Regions from separate parts of the Mus musculus genome. Here region 1 is linked to region 2. Evidence: chromatin contacts called from public HiChIP or PLAC-seq data. All regions are on one chromosome and are shown on one strand. The core of a region is the stretch at or near the end of the contact, and the rest is flanking DNA. Distances in the headings are between cores, read along the strand shown.

The links. HiChIP or PLAC-seq counts read pairs in DNA pulled down with a chosen protein or histone mark.
Region 1: an H3K27ac HiChIP or PLAC-seq map of embryonic stem cells shows a contact between it and region 2, with 6 read pairs. The contact joins two enhancer-like sites. A contact is called at or near these places in 4 of 39 promoter capture datasets (the 3T3-L1 cell line, 3T3-L1-derived adipocytes, embryonic stem cells and 1 more), 7 of 484 Hi-C or Micro-C datasets (differentiating embryonic stem cells, embryonic stem cells and nephron progenitors), 10 of 115 datasets of contacts at active chromatin or transcription factors (embryonic hindbrain, embryonic midbrain, embryonic stem cells and 2 more) and 1 of 9 other capture datasets (embryonic stem cells).

The regions. Positions count from the first base shown.
Region 1 is chr14:122,404,155-122,408,332 of GRCm38.p6, forward strand. All of the region lies in intron 1 of Gm5089 (predicted gene 5089), which reads right to left. Among named protein-coding and RNA genes, the nearest start is that of Gm25464, 18 kb to the left of the region's middle. Within about 2 kb of position 2,792, at least 69 of the 459 cell types and tissues checked have an H3K27ac peak or open chromatin away from gene starts, as enhancers often do. A contact at or near this core is called in differentiating embryonic stem cells and stem cell-derived anterior neural progenitor cells, where this site is marked.
Region 2 is chr14:122,269,315-122,273,630 of GRCm38.p6, forward strand. All of the region lies in intron 1 of Clybl (citrate lyase beta like), which reads left to right. Among named protein-coding and RNA genes, the nearest start is that of 1700108J01Rik, 38 kb to the left of the region's middle. Within about 2 kb of position 2,252, at least 27 of the 459 cell types and tissues checked have an H3K27ac peak or open chromatin away from gene starts, as enhancers often do. A contact at or near this core is called in differentiating embryonic stem cells and stem cell-derived anterior neural progenitor cells, where this site is marked.

The DNA of each region.
Region 1 (4,178 bases), core at 1,542-4,041, 140 kb after region 2:
GGGCCTCCCTCTGAGGAAGCCCCACCTGTATGGTGGAAGTCATGGAGACCTTAAGAAAAAGCAACCCTTCAAGGCAGAGGCAGGCGGATTTCTGAGTTCAAGGTCAGCCTGGTCTACAAAGTGAGTTCCAGGACAGCCATGGCTACACAGAGAAACCCTGTCTCTAAAACAAACAAACAAACAAACAAACAAACAAACGAAAAGCAACCCTTCAAAGTGGTACTGAGAACAGGGCCTAGTTAGGCCTCTCCCACTCCACAACAGTGGTAGGGACTCCTATGTCCTCACCATGTTAGAGTATCTCGGAATCCTTGTCCCCTAACTTCCTTATCCATACAAAAACACCCTGTTTGGTTCTGGTTTTGCCTTTGAATCAGAATCTTGATATGTATCCCAGGCTAGCATCAAACTCATGAGAGTCCTCCTGCGTCTTCCTCCTCCAAAGTCCTGATGTCCTTCACCGTATCCAGCTCAAAACGATCTCTCTCATTGGCTAAGCCTTCTCAGACCTCGGATCAATCATCTTCATAATTAAGAAATACCACTTTAGGTAGGATCACAAGACCGGGGCCCACAGGAGGCAAAGATGTAGGCCAATTGCCAGTCATCTGAGAAGATACAAGGGCCCCCAGAAGAGAGGTCCCATAGCCCTCATTCCCCAGGAGACAGAAATCTAAAACGTGGAGTAGCAAGGAAGCAGGCATCCCACTTCTCCAACCCACATCCCCTAGTAAGGAGCAGACAAAGAGAAATGCCACCAAGGCTGAGTGAGCCACCAAGGCTGAGTCTGCCGTAGGGACACAGACGTGGGTGATGAGGTGGGAAGGGGACTTGGCTGCTCATCAGATTAATTAAAAAAACATACCTGTTTATATTTTTATGTAGCTCAATGGCAGCCACTTTGCCTGTATCACCCCCTTGTTATTAATTCTAGGGGGCTAAATTATGGATAACACTATTAAAACATTATCAGAACTAATGAGAAACAATTACTTAGAAAATGAGCCAGGACAAGATTGAGCTGAGAACATCAGCGGTTGATCTCCACAGATTAGTTTAATAAATCATCAGGTGCGATGCGAGAATGACTGGACGGACGCAAAGCCTCGTCACGGGAAAATGAAATTGCGATTCTTTTTGCATAATTTTTTCATTAATCTCAATAGGACCCGTGTGGTGTCGATTGCTTTATGCCTTTAATACCTTGCCCGAGGGGGGGGGGGTGCCCAATAATGTCTTCATTGTTTTACTGAGGTCTTAATGACAATCTGTGACAAACTCATTTTAATGTATAGAGGATTGTATCGGCACAGTCATGTTTTATTGAAAGGGTAAGGAGAATTCTGGCTGGTTGGGGGGCACCCCTGGGACGGCAAGTTAGGGACTTTCTTCAGCCTTGTCTCCAGTTTTCCACAGGGCCACACTGGCCCCCACTGCTCTAGAGACAGGTCGGGAAATAGTGTCCCGGGGATGAAGACTTCACCGCCTGTAGTTTGAATTTGAAAGTCTTTGATTGCCTGGCATATTTTGCTGGATAAATAGAACCAACCATGCGGTGTTCCGCTCTCTAAAATAGAAGTCATTATCGCCAGGAACACCTTTGCACTCAATAGTTTTGTGGGAGTTGGGGAAACTTTATTTAGAGACTATGGAATTTTCTTAGTTGGCACAGGAAGAGGAGAGAATACGGGCTTTACAGCTCCCCTTGTCCCCTCCCCCCCAACACACACCCCTTCCTCTTTCTTCCTCAGGACAGTATGCTTTTAGAGCTTGCATTTATTTTGCCATCTGAATCCTCTGCGTTTTTTTTTCCACGGGAACTTGTGAATATTATTACCAGTGGAGAGCACAAGAAGGGTCTGTAAATCCAGGGCTTGGGAACAGTGCCCTCTCCCGGGAGGGCCCCCTGCAAAGCCCTCACTTTGTAATTTAGGGGAAGTAATTACCTGACCCTAACATTGAAATGCTAAAGCCTAACTCTTCTTTCTTCCCACCCTCTGTTTTCAACTGGGGCCAGGGATGGCTAAGTAAGCGACCCGAACTGGAACGGAAATTACTTTTTAGTACCTGTAAAACTTGCGCAGTGGGACCCGGCAGCTTGTCCCGGTTCTGTGGTGGGTGACTTTTGTCGCTGGTGGACATGGTTTGTTTAGATTCTAGTAATTATTTGACACCCCACCTCCTTCAGAATCCGTAAAGATAGCCAGAAATACAAAGCAAGCGCCAGGAAGGCACCAAAGTCCTCCTGGACACGCAATTTGTGGCGATCTACTCAGTTTCGTCTAAGCAGGTTATTTACGTTTTCGAGGACTATGTAACTGTGTCCTTCCTTTTACATAATTTTTCCCCCTTTCTTTTTTCATTGTGACTGACCGGCTGGGTTTTCTTTCGCTCCTTCGGACGGGAAGAGCAAGGCAAGCCTGGAACTCCCGTACCGCTTAGGAAGGAGACGTGCTCAAACGGTCAGGACACGCGTGTAGGTAGATGTTCTTCTGTTCCGCACCACACACCGCATGCATCGGTGCGCGGGCGTCGCCCCGGAGTAGAGACCAGGCCTTGGGCACATTTCGGAGACCGCTGCCCTTCCCTGCGTGATGACTTACACCGGTGTAGCAGTGCTGGGGCGCAGCGGCCAGGCTAGGCCGGGGCCGCAGTGGGGGGATCCCCGTGGCCCAGTGGCCAGGACTGCGGGCCTCCCGGACCCCGTGAGCCTGTCGCGCAGCCGGGCTGTAATGGTGCGAGATCAAAGGCTGCCCGTGTCCCCGCGGAGCCGGGGACAATCCTTCGCCTTTGTGCCTGGTTGCTAGGAGCCGAAGAAACTAAGAGAAAGTGTCAGGAGCGAGTTAATCAGACTCGTTACAGTGTAACAATAACGTCTTTCTCGGGGCTCCTGGGCCCCCGCGCACCCCGTGCACAGGCCGGACACCTGCGCGGGGCCCATAGCCCGTCCAGGGGATCCGCCGCCCGGGTGTGTCGTAAACACCGAAGTTGGCTCCTGGGCCATGTGTAAAGAATTCTGGGGGAGACGCCAAACGCCAGGCAAGTCCTGGGCGAGTCCTGGTGTACTGGATCTGAGTTCCACTCTCTAAAAGATGACCCATCTGTAGGGCATAAGACCTGGAAAGATCCACGTCTTCTGCCTAGCCAGCTTCCTGGTTAACATTTCCCCAGATGCCACAAGCAACTTTGTGGATTTCTCTGCACGTCTGCGAGAGAAAACCACAAATTCTAATTCCCCAGGGTAAGAAAGAAGCAGATGTGAGTAAATATATCCCCCCTCCCCCGAAGGTCTTAAGGGGAATCGCTGCGCTCACGAATATTTAACTAAATTCATATTCAGCCAACACCTGTTGAGTTCCCTGGATGTCAGACAACTGTCCAAAAGTCACAGAGCGATCCACAGATGAGTTCTCTTCAAATCGAAGTACCCATGGAGCACGCCAGCACTTGGGAAGCAGAGGCAGGGGGACCTATGTTAGTTCAAGGCCAACCTAGTCTGTATAGTGAGTTCCACATTAGCTAGGTCTACATAGATAAATAGATCTACATAGTGAATAAATTAATTAATGAAAGGGAAAAAAGAATTTAAAACGTTGCCAGGCAGCCGGGCAGTGGTGGCGCATGCCTTTAATCTCAGCATTTGGGAGGCAGAGGCAGGTGGATTTCTGAGTTCAAGGCCAGCCTTATCTACAGAGTGAGTTCCAGGACAGCCAGGGCTATACAGAGAAACCCTGTCTCAAAAACAAAAACAAAAACACAAAACAAAACCAAAACAAAAAACAAAAACGTTGCCAGGCAGTGAAGGCACATACATTCAAAAGGCAGAAGCAGGCCGATCTCTGTGGGTTCAAGGCCCACCTGGTCTACAGAGCAAGTTCTAGGATAGCCAGGGCTACACAGATAAACCCTGTCTCAAAAACCAACCATCACCACCACCACCACCACCAACAACAACAAAACCAATCAACCAAACAAAGAATCATTTAAAACATTCGAAAATCCAGCAATCCATACTCTTCCCTGTATCTCTCCCTTGGAAAACGGTCTCTGCAGTGTGTGAGCCATGCAAAGGCATGGTGAGGTCTGAGGAATGAGGTCCGCCCTTCTGTAGTATGCACATGGTTCCACAGACTTGCCTAGAGGACCTGCTAGTTGCTGATCTGATGACCAGACCATGC
Region 2 (4,316 bases), core at 1,002-3,501:
GCATGTATGTATGTGTGTGTGTGTGTGTGTGTACGTGTATGTTAAAGATGGCCAGAAGAGGCTATTGGACCCTGGAGCTGGGGTTACAGGTGTTCATGAGCTACCTGATGTGTGTGCTGGGATCAAACTTGGGTCCTCTAGAAGAGAAGCAATTGTTTTTAACACCTGAGCTCTCCCTTCAGCTCCAGGTACATTTCTTTCTATAGCACTGGTTCATAACCTTCCTAATGCTGTGACCCTTTGATACAGTTCCTCCTGCTGTAGTGACCCTCAACCATAGAATTATTTAATTTCTATTTCATAGCTGAAGTGTTGTTACTGTTATGAGCCATAATATGTGAGCTAAAAAGGGTCATGACCACAGGCTACGACCCACTGTTCTATAGGCACATGTCTTCCCTTACCAGAGTCTTCAGTTCTCCTTGATTAAAAAAAGCTGAGGTGACTCATAAGTAAATTATTTTAGAACCACAGGATTGAAAGCATACACTTGTTTAGAGCATTATGTTTATAACTTTGACAACGTTCACAACATTCTATGTGAACAAACCATGAAGGCAGAAACCCAGGTTTGCTGGTTATACTTCCCAGCATTGACTGAAAGGAGGTAAAAATCAGGGACTCAGATCCCCTACAGGATATGATTCACATAGCCCAAAGAAGGAGGAGCCTAACTGCCCATTATGTGGAGAATCATAATATGGCAGAGACAGACAGTAGGATAGTGTTCTCCCTTTAAAAGGAGTGGAGCTCTGGTACCTGCTGCTATGTGGTTGAATGAATGATGCCCAGTGACACATGGGTGATACTGCAAGACTCGGCATATATTACATGTCTAGAGAAGTCAAATTCATCGTCATGGAACTCAGAATGGGGGAGGAGAGCGTGCGTGTGCTCACATGAGTGCATGTGTGTGTGCATGTGCGCGTGAATGTATGTTCACTTCAGTGTTCAGTTTAACGTACCAGAGAGAGGGGCCCTCAGTTGAGGAATTGCTTCCATTGCATTGGTTCATGGCCATTTTCTCATTAATGTAGGAAGGCCAGCCCACCGTGGGCGGTGCCATCCCTAGGCAGGTATGCCTGGGCTGTGTACATGACAGGCAGCTGACTAATGAGGCTGGGAGCGAGCCTGTCAGTAAGCAGCTGTCCTTTGGTTTCTGCCTCGGTTTTTCCTTCAAGCTCCTGCCTTGGCTTCCCTTCATGATGGGATGTAACCTGTAATCTGAAGTAAACCCGTTCCTCCCCACGTTGCTTTAGTCCCGCTGATTATCACAGCAACAGGTGATGAAGACCATAGGAGAGAGATAGTAGTGGCTGTTGCAGTGTTGTGAAAGAACACAGATATAAAGCATAGCCCTAAGGCCAGGCAGTGGTGGCGCACGCCTTTAATCCTAGCACTTGCCAGGCAGAGGCAGGCAGATTTCTGAATTCGAGGCCAGCCTGGTCTACAAAGTGAGTTCCAGGACAGCCAGGGCTACACAGAGAAACCCTGTCTCGGAAAAAGAAAAAAAAAAAAAAAAAAAAAAAAAAAGTTCTGTTTTTCCATGTCCCTTCCTGTGGGCCTTTGTGACTAAAAAGAGTTTTTCTGTCTTTCCTGCATTTCCTTTCTTATCCTCAAGACTTGTCTTTCTTTGAAATGCTACAGGCCCAGGTCTGGGGCTTTGAGGCACGCACTTGCCCAGCAGAGGCAGAGGCAAAGGCCCTGGGTGTCGTCCCAGCACTGCAAACAAGAAAGGCTTATAGCCCCTTATAAATTGTCAGCTCCTAGAGATCACTCTTCCCTCCCAACCTAAATCAGAGTTTATTCTGTGTCAGTTCTCTCAATATAGAAGGAACCGTGTGCACGCAGCATGAAGGACTGTAGTTGTGCGCCACAACGGGGCGGAGCTTTACTGCCATCTCACCCTATCTATTTGTCGGTTTGTTTTGCTTTTAAGGAGATTTGAGATTGGCCAGCCTCCCTTACCCCCTCCGGAGGCTCAGAGCCAGGCAGCAGGGTCCAGCAGGGTCCGTTCTGGCCTGGGCAGTCACAGGCAGCACAGAACATTTGCTCCTTCCCAGACCTTCTGCTCTCTTTCTCTGCCCCAGTGGAGCCGGGGAATAATAAAGCTGTTATTTATACTGTACGGTAGTTTCATCAGTGGCCTTTGTCATTGAGACTTTGGAAGACAAAGTAAAGGCATGAGAGGGGTTTGTGGGAGAAGTACAGTGTGTTGGGGGGATGGGTCTCAAGGGATGTTGCTCATCCAGCCCTCCCCCTTCTCCCAACTCCCTTTCTTTCTCTTTTACTACAATGCCCTTTCAAATGTTTTATGTGACCTCTGACCTCCCAACCCCTAACCCTTCTGCTCCCATCGTACCAGCCTCTCTCAAGGTGCCCCTCAGGGCTGGACGAGTCCATGGCTCCCCAGTAAGTTTCGCTCACGGTAGGGAATATATGAAATCAGTCACTTAATAAAATTTTGTTAGTTTATTGTCAGTGCCGACGATCAAATCTGTCCCATCGATCGGTGCTTCTCTTTGTCTTGACACAGGGTCGCCTATCATCCAGACTCGCCTCATACTGTGTAGCTGAATATAACCGTGAACTGTCGGTCCTTGGGCCTCCACTCCCAAATGCTCTGATTATAGACATAAACTAGCACACCTGGCCCCAGCTCCTGGTTTTGTTTTGGGTTTTTGTTGTTGTTGTTGTTGTTGTTGTTTTAATTACACTTATTAGTTTGTGTGTGCCGGTGTGCACTTGTGGGAGTCAGAGAAAAACGTGAGGTTGGGTTTCCCCTGTCATGTGGGTTCTAGGGAATTCAGACTGTGAAGCTTGACACCTTCATCCTCTGAGTGGCATCTCGCTGCTACATAGCTCTGCTTCCTGTGCTGAGATGACAACCATGCGTCATCAAGGGGCTTGAGATCTGAGTTCTTCATGATCGTGTGCACAAAACTGCGTTACTCTGTGTGGCCCTGGCTGGCTTGGAACTCGCTTTGCAGACCAGACTGGCCCAAAGGCACTGTGAAGGCAGGTAAAGTGTCTATTTAACATACCTGTTACAGGATACGTCTGGCATACCCGCCCTCTACCCTGAACTCTCCAGTCCAGGAGCTGGGCTCTCTGTTCCTGTTCCCCAGAGGTTCCTTCTGATACAATCCAGACATTGTGGTTACCTCCCCGCCTGGCTGCTCTACTAAGTTCTCCTCTCTCCCTTTCTGTACCCCTCTCCCCACAAGGTCCAGGGTCTGGACTTTCCCAGATGCATCTGCCTCTGGCTATGTTTCCCTTATATCTATAATACACTTTCTCCTCCACCATGCCTAGGAGCAGTCCTGTCCTGCTCTGTCTGTCCTTTCCATTCCTTTCCCGATTGCTTGCTCTCTCTCTCTCTCTCTCTCTCTCTGCAAGCATGAGCCATTGCCTGGCCTAAAACATGTTTTAAATTACACTTACTTGTGTGTGTGATTGTGACACGTGTGTGCATATGCTGTAGCTGGTATTTGCTACTTTGTGGCTTCTCTTTTCCCACTCTTTATCCCCCTGGCTTCCTTCCCTAACACTAGGTAGGAGAGAAGCGAGGATAGAAGAGAGATAGGAATTAGGAAAATCCAGAATCTAATTTCTTTCCTTTTGTTTCTGCTTTGACATCGGCTACTAAAAAACCACATCCAACAACTACCCAGATGGTCTAGTGGGGCTCTAGCATTTATATACCCTCTGAAAAGTTACCAGATTTCCAAATGTCACACAGTTGCACCTGGCAATATCATGCTTCTGCTAACACATGAGGCAAATCACAGTCAGCCCCACATCCCTAAACCTGGGACTAAAATAAAGCATATTCTTATTACTGTGGGTTTTAAAAATTTATTTCTATTTTGTGTGCATTAATGCTTTGCCTGCATGTATATCTGTGTGAGGGTGTTGGATCCCTTAAACCAGAGTTACAGTTGCCAGCTATCATGTGGGTGCTGGGAATTGAACCCAGGTCCTTTGGAAAAATATCCAGTGCTCTTACCTGCTGAGCCAGCTCTCCAGGCCCATTTCTGTGTGTGTTTTTTATTTTATTTTATTTTTTTAAGAAACCAGAATTCCAGAATTTTCACTATAGTAGATATATATGTCACAGTGTGCATGTGGAGGTCAGAAGACAATTTGCAGAAGTTGAGTTTCTCTCTCCACCTTGTGGATCCCAGAAATGGAATTCGGTTGTGTTGTTGGTGGTGGTGGTTTTGTTTGTTTGTTTGTTTGTTTGTTTTGGTTTTGTTTTTTGTTTGTTTGTTTGTTTTTGGGTTTTAAAAAAGATTTATTTATGCATATTAGTA